2 separate regions of the Sus scrofa genome follow, and region 2 is linked to region 1. Evidence: chromatin contacts called from public Hi-C data. All regions are on one chromosome and are shown on one strand. Each heading gives the region's core, a stretch centred on a gene start, on an enhancer-like site or on the middle of the called end of the contact. The rest is flanking DNA. Distances are from core to core; before and after follow the strand shown. Region 1 holds the start of IGBP1 (immunoglobulin-binding protein 1). Region 2 holds the start of KIF4A (chromosome-associated kinesin KIF4A).

Region 1 (6,673 bases), core at 1,285-3,784:
GGCACCGAGAGATTAAGCAACCGCCCCAAAGTCAGAACGATTAAATGTTGGAACTGGGATTCAAACCTCTTCCCAAGTTCTCAGGATCAAGGTTATTCTTTCACCCTCCTCACACCCCAAGCTCTCCCTGAGCTGAACCCTACAACATTCTTCAGCATCATTCTTTCCCGCCTCTCACCACCCACTTTGTGTTCTAGCATCACCTAATTGCTTATAGTTGTTCTCCGCCTCAGCACTGTGCTCTTTAATGCCCCTGTAGCTTTACTTATGCTATTATCTTTGCTGGCTAAAGCCCTCCTTTCCTCTTCCTCTAGATAATACTCCTATGCATTCTTAAACAGCTCACCACAGGAGTCACCTCTTCAAGGAAGCCTTCTCCTCTCTCCTGCTCCCTCTTTGGTCAAGTGTCCTTCCTGTCTGCTCTCTCGGTACCTTCTGCATCTCCCTATCACATTGTTTTGTTTCTATGCCTACCACACTCTGTTTCTATGCCTCTTTTCCTCAGTAGACTGTATGCTCCTCCAAGGCAGAGACCGCCCATATTCATACAAATATCCATACCCAGTTTGTATCCCCAGGACTTAGCATAGCTTCTAAACACTGTGAGCACTCATTAAATATTTTCTAAAAACTAAATTAAGAGAGCAAGGTGTTCAAGGTCACATGATAAAGCTGTGCCAGGATGTTACACACCTGATCCAGTATTGCTGGAACAGAGCTTCTCAAACAATGGACCACAGATGGACTACAGCTACAAGATACTGTGCCCTCCAGATATACTTACCTCAGGGTACCACGTGAATATTGTTATGCTGCTACCTGAGAGAGAGTGGGAGACATTCTGCTATAAGCAATCGTAAGGTGCTAGGAGTCTGACGGTTAGATATGATCATCTCAACAAAGGCAGAGGCTTCTTGAAAAACTCAGGAGAGTTAGCTCTCACCATGGACTACGCTCAGTAAGAACCCAAAGAGTTTACATCAGTTTCCCAGCTCACCCCTGCCAGAAAAAACAAACCAAAAAAACATGCACCCCTCCCCTCCGATGGCACTGCCATTGAGCAGTCCTCAAATGACCCACCTCTCTATCTTAGCCTGTCTCTGAGATGCCATAGCAACGAGGCTAGGATAGGCCACGGAGGAATTAGCAGTGTTATTTTCTGCTGAGTTGGTCTTGGTTTTGGGCAGCTCAAACTCTGCCACATGATAGTATTGGCACTGAGTTAAATAGTTTGAAAAGTGTTCTCGAGCCCACTGCAAGTGTTCTAGACGTTTGCTGAGGTTGACTTGTTTCAAGGCGAACGCTCCTTGAAATGCTGGCACCATCAGGTACTTCAGGTCGGTGGAAGCAATCTCTTCCAAATCTTCATTTCGGCTGGAAAGAGCAAAGAGGAGGCTGTGAAGCCTGGTTGGGCATTCAAACTCCTCTCCTAGGAGGGGGGTGGGTGGGAGTGGGACAAAGGGAAAACGCACTGGGAACAGCTGCCGGCTTTCTACAATGAAAGCAGCTAGCTGAGCGCTCACGCCCAATGCCTATGCAAATAGCTGACACTAGGGAGCAGAGTCATGGGATCTTAACTATCTCGGAAGGGAGGTGGAGAATGTAAACAATGTACAAAAGATCGCAGTGGGAAATAGAAAGGAAAGGTTGCCGGTTCTAAAGTGCTCCTCCACCCCGGCTCAATGGCTCCACCCTGGGTAACCATTATTACCTGCGTTCTGAGCCGTTCTCAGCCGTTATTACCCTCTTCCCATACCTGAACAGGTCGAGCTGCGATAACATTTCGGCAGCCTTCTTCAGGAGGTCTAGTCCCTTGACCACTTTATCTTGGATTATGCGGGAGCCAGTGGGTTCAGTCGCTACTTCCACCTCATCCAGGAGCTGCTTGCTGGTTTCGAACAGTTCGGGGAGCCGCGGTAGCAGTAACTCATCTTCGGCTGCTGCCATCTTGAGGGAGGGAGGAACCCGGAGGATCTCACTTCCGGGGTCAAAGGCAACCTTGGTGGTAATGAGCTCGGAGAAAAGGGACAAAACCGGAAGGGGCACCGCATTGGTCCGGTAGCCCCATTGTTACACAAGCGGCTGAAAACTTCCGGAGGCGGCAGTTAACTGAGCCTAGCAACCGTTTCCACAGACTCATTTTACCAGGCTGCCTATTACAAGTAGTAGACATCTGTTACGAACACACACACGCAGACAAACAAGCAAACCCTAGGCGCCGCTTTTACGCTTGGCTCCTCGTCGCCACCCCGGGCTGGAAAGAAAATTTTCTTGTGGGCTCTGAGGCCGAGACCGAATAGGGAGCGAGGGCGGGCGCGCTCCATGAGCTGGCCAGTCCTGCGCCTTACCTCGCAAGGTGCTCCCTGGGCTAACCGGCCGGGACGGCCGGGGACTTGGCCTCCGCGACGCTCGCTCGGTGCGCAGGTCTACGCGTCCGAGCGCGAAGTGAGAGTAGCGCCCCCCTCCGGCTTCCGTCCACCCAGCAGCCGGAGAGCTGGGTTCCTCCCAGCCAATCCTCGTCCGCCCCCTTCCCAGTCACCCCTCCTACACACCACACCACACACCCACTCAAAAGTTACTTCCTCCGTGAAACCTTCCTTGAGCTCCTCTCCCCTGCCAAGTCACAGAAAATTTTCATTTTCTCTGCATCTCTATCAGAACACCTACCACTATTTCCGCTAGTGATTTACAAACCTATCTCCTGTGCCAGAATATTAATTTTTGCACCCCTCTGGCACTCATTAAGTGCCACAAACGTGAGCCTGATATCACCTGAATAAAAAATAAGTGATAGCTTTGGAAAGCAGCCCAGTTACACAGAACTGCGCTGCTTAATATGGTAGCCACTGGCCACATGGGGCCATTGAGCACTTGTCTGCGGCTCTTTTGAACTGAGATGTACTGTAAATATCAACTATACACCGGTTTTTGACAACTTATTATGAAAAAATATGAAGTATCTTAATTTTTACACTGACTACATGTTGAAATTCTAATGTTTTGTATGTATTGGGGTAAATATATTATTAAAATTAATTTCACTTGTGTATTTTCACTTTTTTAATGTGCCTACTAGGAAACTTAGAATTACATATCAGGCTCACGTTTGTGGCTCATATTACATTTCTATTGGACAGCGCTGATGTAAAAATATAATTCCAGGACTTTGAAAGAAGGGACCACATTCCTTTGAACAAGTCAATATAAATATATACTGATTACCTAAGGACACCCCCGAGGTATCCTAGGAGAATTAAGTAAAACACATGCTACCTGCTCTGGAAAATAAGCTTTTAAAACTAAATATATTTTAACTATCATTGAGAAGAAAAAATTTTCCATGTAAAAACAACTAGAGGGCAATATAGGACAGTATATAACTGGAAGATATGCTGTATTGCACAGGTTGTTGGAAAACCAAGAAATGACAAGAAGTCATTCTATGCCAGGAGTAGTCAGAAAGCTTCAAAGACATGACATTAGGTCATAGAATTTCAAAGTTGGAAGGGGACCTCAAAAATCAGAGGAAAAAGCTGAGACCAGATAAGTTAAGTGGCTTGCCCAACCAGTTGTCACAAAGCCAATGTCTTGCAGGTTCAACTGTTTTTACTCCATCCGTCTTAAATTGAGTAGGATTTAAAAGAATGGAGAGGCCTTTTATGTGGGACAGAAAGAAGCCCCAAGCTAAAACAGCGCTTGGCAAGAAGGAGAGGAGAGTGGGGCATAAGTGTGGGTTGAAAAAGCTTCCCAGGTGATTCTAATAAATCTCTTGCAATCTGCTTTAGAAGCTGAGGAGGAAGGGAGGCTCTGTCAAATTACCTATTTGATTTGTCTAGCACCTCTAATGACTCTAATAAACTGAACTTTCAGGGTCAGCCTTGGCCAGGAATACAAAGAAGAAAGATGGTACTTGTGGAGAAGAGTTAGAGAGTCAGTAATTGAGAGACTAAAGATAATTTGTTCTCGCACATTTGTTTGGATTATGACACAGCATTTACTATTACCTAAGAGAAAAAAATAACATGCAGAATTTGAATTTGGTCCTGAACTTTGTAAGCCATTTTTCTATGGCTTTCAAAAGGACAGTCTTCATGAGGGTTGCCAATTACTTTCAGTGTATATTATATAATCAGATTATCATTTCAAATATTGCATTGCATCTTATTTTGAGATAATACCAAGATTAAAAAGTGGTTAGGAAAAAAGAAATAAGCTGTTTATTGTGCCTCTGTGTGTAAACATTTTTATCACATTAAATCCCTGTTGTGTATGGGAGTTTTTTTTTTAAATCTTGGTTTAGGGGAACTAGAAGGGCCCTTAGAAATCTTATAACGGTATTTAAACTTTTCGTGGTAGCAGAACTCTTTTTCCAAACCAAATTTTGGACAGGTCTATAATTTCTAAAAGGGCTGCTGTGTTTGAAGTGGATACACAGAAACCTGCTCTTTTCCCCAATTTGTGCAGTGGTACCCAAGGAACCAAAGCACCTCCCTCACTTCAGGGGATTCAAAGGGTCTAAGTAACACAGTATAGAAAGCACTAATCTAATGCAGTCCCCCCATTTAGCAAGTGAGGAAACCAGGGCCCTGAGAAGTTAGGTGACTTACCCAAGGTCACAGAGCTAGAGCAATGACTAACTGGGCAACAGTATACAGAGTGAGTTGGAACAGGGAAAACCCAGAGTCCAAGAAAACAGTAGGAAGCATCTTAAGAAATGAGATGCATCACTATAGAAATGAGATGACCTTTCAAGTATTTCCTGTTGTGACTCACTGATCGAATTGATAGATGTTCATTTGTCATGTGTGGATGAACACAGATTTGTTATCTTAGATAAACTGTGTGAATTATGAGAAAAATGTTATAATAGACCCTTTCCTGCCTGTCTGAATTGAGGCACTTGGTAGGTTAGACCTTCTTTGCTCTACTGCTGTTTTGTCTTGAGTGAGTAATATTCTACTGATATTTGTACCTGTACTGCCAGCAATAGCACTAGATGAGATCAAATTGTGTGCAGTGCATAGCCAAGAGCAGGCTGTAAATTGCCAAGAATTATTTATGGAATAATGACTTAATCCTTAGTGTTCAGACTATCTTCACTATTTATGAGATTTGAATTTGCCTGTCTAGTAACAAGAAGTTCATTAAGCCATGAAAGGAAAAACTCCAATACAATGAAGACTGAATTAAATGAGAGATTTAAATTCCTACTTTTATATCCAACTCTGAGGAATGTGGAACTTTATGACCTTGCAGAAGTCCCTTCCTTCCCTCTTTACACACCTGCTATATGCTACCTGAATCCTAGGCACTGGGATTCAACCAAGAACAAGACATTGGGTTTATGCCCTTAAGGGGCCCAAAGTTCAGTGGGCAAGACAGGTAAACAAATAATCAAATAGGAATTTGTAAAGAATGGAGGGAACAACTTTGGCCCTGAGGGGTGCATTCTGCTAAAGGTCAAACTCCATACCTGACTTTCTGATCCTCTGATCTGATGCTGACATCCTCTTCTTCCTGTTCCCCCACGGATTTAAGCTCCACCTTTAGCAAACTCTCCTAGTTTCCCAAAACTCTCCTAGGTCCTCTCAGGCCTTCATGTCTTTATATGGGTTGTGCCTTCTGCCTGCAATGTCCTTCTCTCCCTCATCTGCCTGGCAAATTTTTATTTAGTACCTATGACTTAGCTCAAGGATCACTTCCTCCAGGAAGCATTTCCTGATTGTTCACCTGCAGGCGAAGTGCCCTCTTCTCAGCTCTTACAGCACTTTATTCATCTCCCTATGATAGTACTGGACTATGGTTTTATTTCTCAACAGCTGTCTCTCACTAGCCTTTGAGCTCCTTCAAGTCAGTAAAAGTGTCTCATTCAAACTTTATTTAGCTCAGCCCAGCATCTGATACCTATTAAATGCATAATGTTACATAACAATATCTTCTCTGGGTGCTCACTTCCCACTAGGTGACTATACTAAGTATTTTATATGCATTTTATCAATGAATCATTACAACTGCCATAAGAAATAGGTGTTGTTATGCTCTTATTTTACAGATGAGGCAATTACGGCTTAGAGAGGTTAAAGTAACTGGCTCATTATGCTGGGATTTGAACCCAACTCCATTGAATCCAGATCCTATTCTAGAGCCCTTTTTAACCACTATATTATATTACAAAAGAGGGGGGAAATTAAAGACCTAGTGAAAAACAAAAGAGGAAATGAAATGTAACAGATTTGTGCTAAAAGGTAAAAGGAAGTGGAGTTTCTGGCGTGTCCAGGGGGTTAGGAATCCGACTGCAGTGGCTCAGGTCACTGAAGTGGCATTCGTTTGATCCCTAGCCCAGCGCAGTGGGTTAAAGGGTCTGGCGTTGCTACAGCTGCAGCTTGGATTCAGTCCTTGGCCCAGGGACTTCATGGTGTGGCCATTAAAAAAAATGATAATAATAAAAAATAATAATTAATAATTAATAATAAAATAAAAATTCAAAACAAAAAAATAAAATGCATATCTGAGGACTCAAAAAAAAAGGTAGAAGGAAGTAAGGCTGAATTAGTGGGCTGGCCCACATTATGAAGGATGTACAGTCAGCCAGAAGTGAAATAGATAGGGAAAGCACTGGTTTAATTCAGTATTTATTGAGAACCTATTATGTGCCAGTGCATAGTCTTCGCTC
Region 2 (6,164 bases), core at 133-2,632, 150 kb before region 1:
AATAGAAAGAGTAGAAATAAATAAAAAATACTCTGGCCAGAGTTTTTAGGGGCTTTAGGAAACCTCAAAGGTTTTAACTTTTAAAATATTTTTTCTTAAAGAGAGAAGTTAAACATTTAAAATTTCTTATGTATTTCTTCTGTATGTAGTCATCTACTTCCGCTCCTATCCCTGGACTTTGAACTCCTCGGGGCCATGGAAGATATATTATTTATCTCTGAATCCCTCAACAGGCTTTGCAGTGCCTGGGCCTCAAGTAGACTGGCACACTGATCTTCATCAGCACTCATCAAAGAGCTTTAGAATCTAATGATATGCCAGGACAAACAAACAAAAATGTATACAAGTCAAAGATGAGCAGAACCATAGAAAACAAATATAGTATAAAACTAGTTTCAAGGGTTCAGACAAGTGAGACTGAGTTCCTAGGCTATTGGTTTTTTGAGGGCAGAACTTATGTCTCATTCATGGTTGTACTGGCAGCACCTCATCATAGTGCCTGACACGTAGTGTATGCTCAAGAATCAAAGAGCCTCACCTTTAAATATGCCTTTTATGAGTGGTGCTACAGCTGTGTTGAAGACTTCCTCCTGTTCAGTAGAGGGGTCAAATACAAAATCGTAGGTAAAGGATTTATCAGTACCAACCACCACCTAGAGAAGACAAGGGAAAAGGAGTAAGAAAAAAAAGGCCAGACCACGCCCCTCACTGCCATTTGGCCCCAGCTGTTCACAGGCAGGCCCAGAACTTGGCTACGCACCTGAGGTTCCCCGGGTACGAAGGAAAGGCACATTTGGCAGCCCTCACTAATCTCTTTGGGGACCAGAGGGCGACATCGCAGTGCCACTCTTACAGGAATGCCCTTCACCTCTTCCTTCATGATCCTACCTCGGCACGGTCTCTGCAGGGGCAGAAAAAAAAAGATGCTCGGTGATGAATCTTGGTAGGTCGGCAGGGGTGGGAGAGTGTCGTCCCTCAGTCCTGGCCCTCCTCCAAGGGTGAGGTGGGTTAGGGAAGAGAGCGATAGCCTAAGGCGGCAGCCTCCGCCTCCCAGCGGGATCTCTGCCTCAGGAAAGTCACTGTCCCTCAGACCTGGCCACGACAGGACTGCCCTTTCGGCCAGAATGAAGAGAGCGAAGTGGCGTCTGAAATGGAAAGGAAAAGCCCAGAGGAGACGACGACAAAGAACCAAAGCCCCACGGTACCGGGAAAGGCAGATCCTGAACTAAGATGTGCCCCCTTAACTCACCAAACTGAACGTCCCTTCCCTCGTCTCCCGCCGCCCCGTCCCAACCGGAGCTTTAACCGCCAAGTTTCAAATCTGGAGGCGCCAGCCAATGGAAGCGCAGACAACCTGCGGGCCCAGCACGTACGCGACGCGCTCAGAAAGACGCGTTTGGGAGGGGAGGGCCCGCGCGTCGCACCCTGACCCCGCCCCTTTCCGACGCAGCCGAACATCCGCTTCCGGTTCCCAGACCGAATTGACTGTGAGCGGAACCTGAGGTGGCTGAGGCCTGCGGGTGGGAGAGGTAGTACGACGACCTGTATTGCGTCGTGTGCGCGGGACTCTAGCAGGATTCGGGTCGGGGATCTGGAAAGTGGCTGGTGGTAAAGGAAGGGTCGATCTGGGGACCTACGCCGTTACCGATCACATTAGAGAATGTGGGGCAGTGCCTTGCCCTCAGTCCGTGTGGATAGTTGGAGTGTGCGCTCCGTTGGATTTCCAAAGTAGTTACATTTTTTTTTCTTTCTTTTTCGGCCGCACTAACGGCAAATGGAAGTTGCTGGGCCAGGGATCCAATCCCAGCCGTAGCAGCGACTGTGGCAGTTACGAATCCCTAACCAACTGCGCCAGTCCAGGGATTGAACCTATGCCTCTGCAGCGACCCAGGCTGCTGCAGTCAGATCCTTAACCCCCTGTGCCACAGCAGGAACTCTAGTAGTCACATATTTTTTAGACGCGATCCTGATTTCCTCTTCTCTAGAATGAAGAGGGTAATATTTATTTTGCAGGAGTGTTGTGAGAAAGGAGATCACTTCTGTAGTGTATCTAACAGGTTGCTTGGCATCCAGATATTCAGCAAAGTTGATGGTTTTCTCCCTTCTCTCCCCAAATCTTTATCACCTAGAGGTGGGCTGGGCCTATAGACTGACAGCCTTAGGATAAGTTGGAATTAGTTTCTGAAACTTCTGAGCTTTTTTGCCTTTTGAACCATAGTCGTCAGTTTTGATTTACCCTTACATTCCAGGGCCTTAGTAGAGATGGACAGCCGGATTCCTTACGATGACTACCCGGTGGTTTTCCTGCCTGCCTACGAGAATCCCCCAGCATGGATTCCTCCTCATGAGGTGGGAACCATCTGTACCCTTGAGTAAGGGCTTTTTCCCATGAGCATGAGATGATACATGAAAGCTAGGATGGTAGGGTTAGAAAGCTCAGTGGAGAATTAATCTTAGTCAGCTGGATTCTGAGCATCTGGGTCCACTGAGATCTTCTTAGGGAAACCTGCCAGAGGCCATTTACACCAAAGAATTCTGGGAAATCCTTTCTCTTGAGGTAAAGAAATGGGGATCTACTGGGCTGCTAACATTTCCCCATGCTATCCATCTACCCATTCGGACAGTGTTATCTGTTCTACTTAAACTAAGTCCATGACTTCACATTATCCTGGCTTCAGGGTGATAGATTTGTGTTCTAGATGAAGGTAGATTGGTAGACTACCAGAAGGTAGACTGGTAGTAAGCTTTCTTGGGTTGCTGTGTCTTGCAGAGAGTATACCACCCAGACTACAACAATGAGTTGACCCAGTTTCTTCCCCGCATCGTCACACTAAAGAAACCCCCTGGAGCTCAGGTGAGCTTATGGAAAAATTGCCTCATATTCCCTGCTAGAACCAGGCCCAGAAGTTTGCCATGGTTGAGAGATGGATTGGGAAATAGCTAGGGAGGTAAAGAAACTTTTATGGACAGAAAAGCTGATACACCACTTCCATAACTTCTGACTTCTCTCCGAGGGACACAAGCCAAGCTATTGTACAGTTATGCTACTCAATGTTTTTGTGTTTGTTGTCTGTATTGAGCCCCCATTCTGTGCTCTTGTCTTACAGTTGGGATTTAATATCCGAGGAGGAAAGGCCTCCCAGCTAGGCATTTTCATCTCCAAGGTGCGTGTGCCTCATAGGCAATAATGGAGCCACTTCCTTTGTTATCAGATTGCAGAACCCTGATGTTCCAAGGGTGGGGAGAAGGATGATTCAGTAGACTCATAGAAGGGGCATGCTGGGGATACCCTTCTTTGCCCACTTAAAACTTCCCACTTGGCAAGCCACCTATTTACCTATGTTGTCTCTCACACACACACAAACACACACTTAAAATAGTGCCTTACATTTGAATAGGACTTAATTTCACTTACATTCTTTGAAATTATCCCACCTTTATTATATATATTCTGTCCTTTCCAACAGGTGATTCCTGACTCTGATGCACATCGAGCAGGACTTCAGGAAGGGGACCAAGTCCTAGCTGTGAACGATGTGGATTTCCAAGATATTGAGCACAGCAAGGTGAGCACAGGACTTGGTCTGTGGTGAGGCATGAAGCCATCCCAGGTAGGCGAGAGTGGACAGGATTAGCCTAATCCATAACTTGATAAGAAAGAACCTCTCCTTGATACGAGGGAAGCAGCTGTCAGTGACCCAGAAGGTTCGAGTGGCAAACTGTTTTCCTCCTGTTCTGATTCTGTCCCGGGTCATATCTCTTCATTTGTACAAGCTGCTGTGTTCCTTCTAGGCTGTTGAGATCCTGAAGACAGCTCGTGAAATCAGCATGCGTGTCCGCTTTTTTCCCTACAGTAAGTGCCACTCTCTTTTTGGCTTACCGGGCTGAATCCTTGATAGGAGCTCTTTAAATACTGATTACTGGAGGCCCCACAAGTTGGGGGTGGGGAATTGGGAGCTCAGGCCGGAAAATAACCTGCTGTTTTCCTCCTTTTCTTTCTTTTTTCCCCAGATTATCATCGCCAGAAAGAGAGGACTGTGCACTAGAGACTCACAACCCTCAGCCCTCCACATGGAATCTTCTAGGACAAGCTAGCTAGGCCTCAGGGAAGTCACTTGGGGAGCTCTACTCTCAGCCCCACCCTGGCAGAGGGGAGCGAGGGGGATGGGGAGACAGCCAGTCTCTGCACTGAGCCAGCCAGCCAACTGCATTTTCTCAACTGTACTGCACTTTAAGTTCCCTAGTTTTCCAGGTGAGCTTCATTTCCTGAAAGGAGAAGGATGGCGATGTCTAGGTACCCTTAGCCTGTGGAGAACCCTTGCTAGAGAAGGCAGCTGACATTTGTTGAATACCATGTGCTAGGCAATTCCATGTATGTCATCATTTTCATTAGTGTGTATGAATCAATAGAAAAATGGATCTTGGGGACCTCCCATCTTATCTACCTGGCCATCTCATCCCGTCCTTATGCTACCAGTCTCATACCTTTTGGAGACTCCAGTGGATCCCTGTTTCCTTCCTCCTCCCTCCTTCTATCTCCTCCCCCCAGAAAGTAAAAAACAATGCTAAGGAAATGCTGGTGTGACTTTTGGATGATACTGATTGGGTGTTTTTGCTTTTGAGGAAAAAATAAAAGCTATTCCAAAGAGAGGAGCCACTAGAAGCAACAGAGCAGCCCTATGCCTACTCCTCAACTATCTCTCTCTGGCCAGAACATTGAAGAGGCCAGGAACCTTATCTACAGTATAACTGAGGAATGGTATAAGGGTGATGGGGACTGGAAGAAACAGTGCCCCTTCTCCCATGACCTGTGGCCATTTCTCTGCAGGGGGGAAGTATTCATATAGTTCTGTCTTCTCTTTTCCCAGATTCTTTCATCTGGAACATAAACTAAGGGAGAGGCTTGGATGCATTTCTTTTCAGGGACAGTAGTGGGAAATTGCTTCCCAGTTTCCAACTCATAAGTTGAGTAGTGCTGACTGCTGATTTCCCCCTTTTCTTCACCCCAGCTCCCAAATAACCTTCTGCTATTTTCTTAGTTCTTTAGTTACCAGTCCATTGTTAGCAATTCCAGGCCTAGCTTTACACCTTTGGTTGGCAGACTCACAGTACCCATGTAGAATACAAAGTATTCTAATGAGGTACTGGGTGAAGTAGTAACCCATAATGAAAGTCCCAAATTTGCCTTGAAGGAATCCTGGGAATCTTCAGTATATATTTCAAGGCCCTTCCCTCAGAGAGTGATTCCTTTGGTCTGAGGTGGAGCCTGGATATCTGAATTTTTTTTTTTGTCTTTTTGTCTTTTTTTTTTGTCTTTTGTTGTTGTTGTTGTTGTTGCTATTTCTTGGGCCGCTCCCGCGGCATATGGAGGTTCCCAGGCTAGGGGTTGAATCGGAGCTGTAGCCACCGGCCTACGCCAGAGCCACAGCAACGCGGGATCCGAGCCGCGTCTGCAACCTACACCACAGCTCACGGCAACGCTGGATCGTTAACCCACTGAGCAAGGGCAGGGACCGAACCCTCAACCTCATGGTTCCTACTCGGATTCGTTAATCACTGCGCCACGACGGGAACTCCGATATCTGAATTTTTAAAAAATATTTATTTATTTATTTTGCTTTTTAGGGCATATGGAGGTTCCCAGGCTACCAGGCTAGGGGTCTAATTGGAGTTACAGCTGCTGGCCTATGCCACAGCCACAGCAATGCCAGATCTGAGCCACATCTGTGACCTATACCACAGCTCACAGCAATGCTGGATCCTTAACCCACTGAGTGAGGCCAGGGATGAAACCTGCAACCTCATGGTTCCTAGTTAGATTTGTTTCCGCTGCACCTCAACAGGAACTCCTATTTTTCATTTTTATTCATTTATTTATTTATTTTGCTTTTTAGGGCTGTACCCACAGCATATGGAAGTTCCCAGGCTAGGGGTTGAATTGGAGCTGTAGCTGCCAGCCTACACCACAGCCACAGCAACGCCAAAGCCAAGTCAAATCTGTGACCTGCGCCACAGCTCAGGGCAGTGCCGGATCCTTAACCCACTGAGCAATGCCAGGGGTCGAACCCGCAACCTCACGGTTCCTAGTTGGATTTGTTTCCACTGCACCCCAATGGGAACTCCCTGAATTTTTAAATAAGGTGAATAAGTCTTCAAATATGGGA

Evidence for each region. A called contact is a pair of places that touch in the nucleus more often than the background predicts.
Region 2: a Hi-C map of liver shows a contact between it and region 1, with 6 times the contacts expected there. The contact joins the promoter of KIF4A here to the promoter of IGBP1 in region 1. A contact is called at or near these places in 4 of 47 Hi-C or Micro-C datasets (heart right ventricle, liver and skeletal muscle) and 2 of 2 datasets of contacts at active chromatin or transcription factors (alveolar macrophages and skeletal muscle).

What each region holds. Positions count from the first base shown.
Region 1 is chrX:56,169,634-56,176,306 of Sscrofa11.1, reverse strand. IGBP1 (immunoglobulin-binding protein 1) reads right to left here and starts at 2,534. Exons shown (of 6, transcript XM_001927370.5): 1 at 1,757-2,534; 2 at 1,081-1,374. The coding sequence starts at 1,947.
Region 2 is chrX:56,314,671-56,320,834 of Sscrofa11.1, reverse strand. It overlaps KIF4A (chromosome-associated kinesin KIF4A), which reads right to left and starts at 1,382. Exons shown (of 31, transcript XM_003360353.4): 1 at 1,250-1,382; 2 at 761-901; 3 at 539-653. The coding sequence starts at 880. It overlaps PDZD11 (PDZ domain containing 11), which reads left to right and starts at 1,456. Exons shown (of 7, transcript NM_001001630.1): 1 at 1,456-1,529; 2 at 2,250-2,349; 3 at 2,771-2,854; 4 at 3,108-3,164; 5 at 3,468-3,566; 6 at 3,793-3,853; 7 at 4,012-4,574. The coding sequence starts at 2,263. The coding sequence ends at 4,046.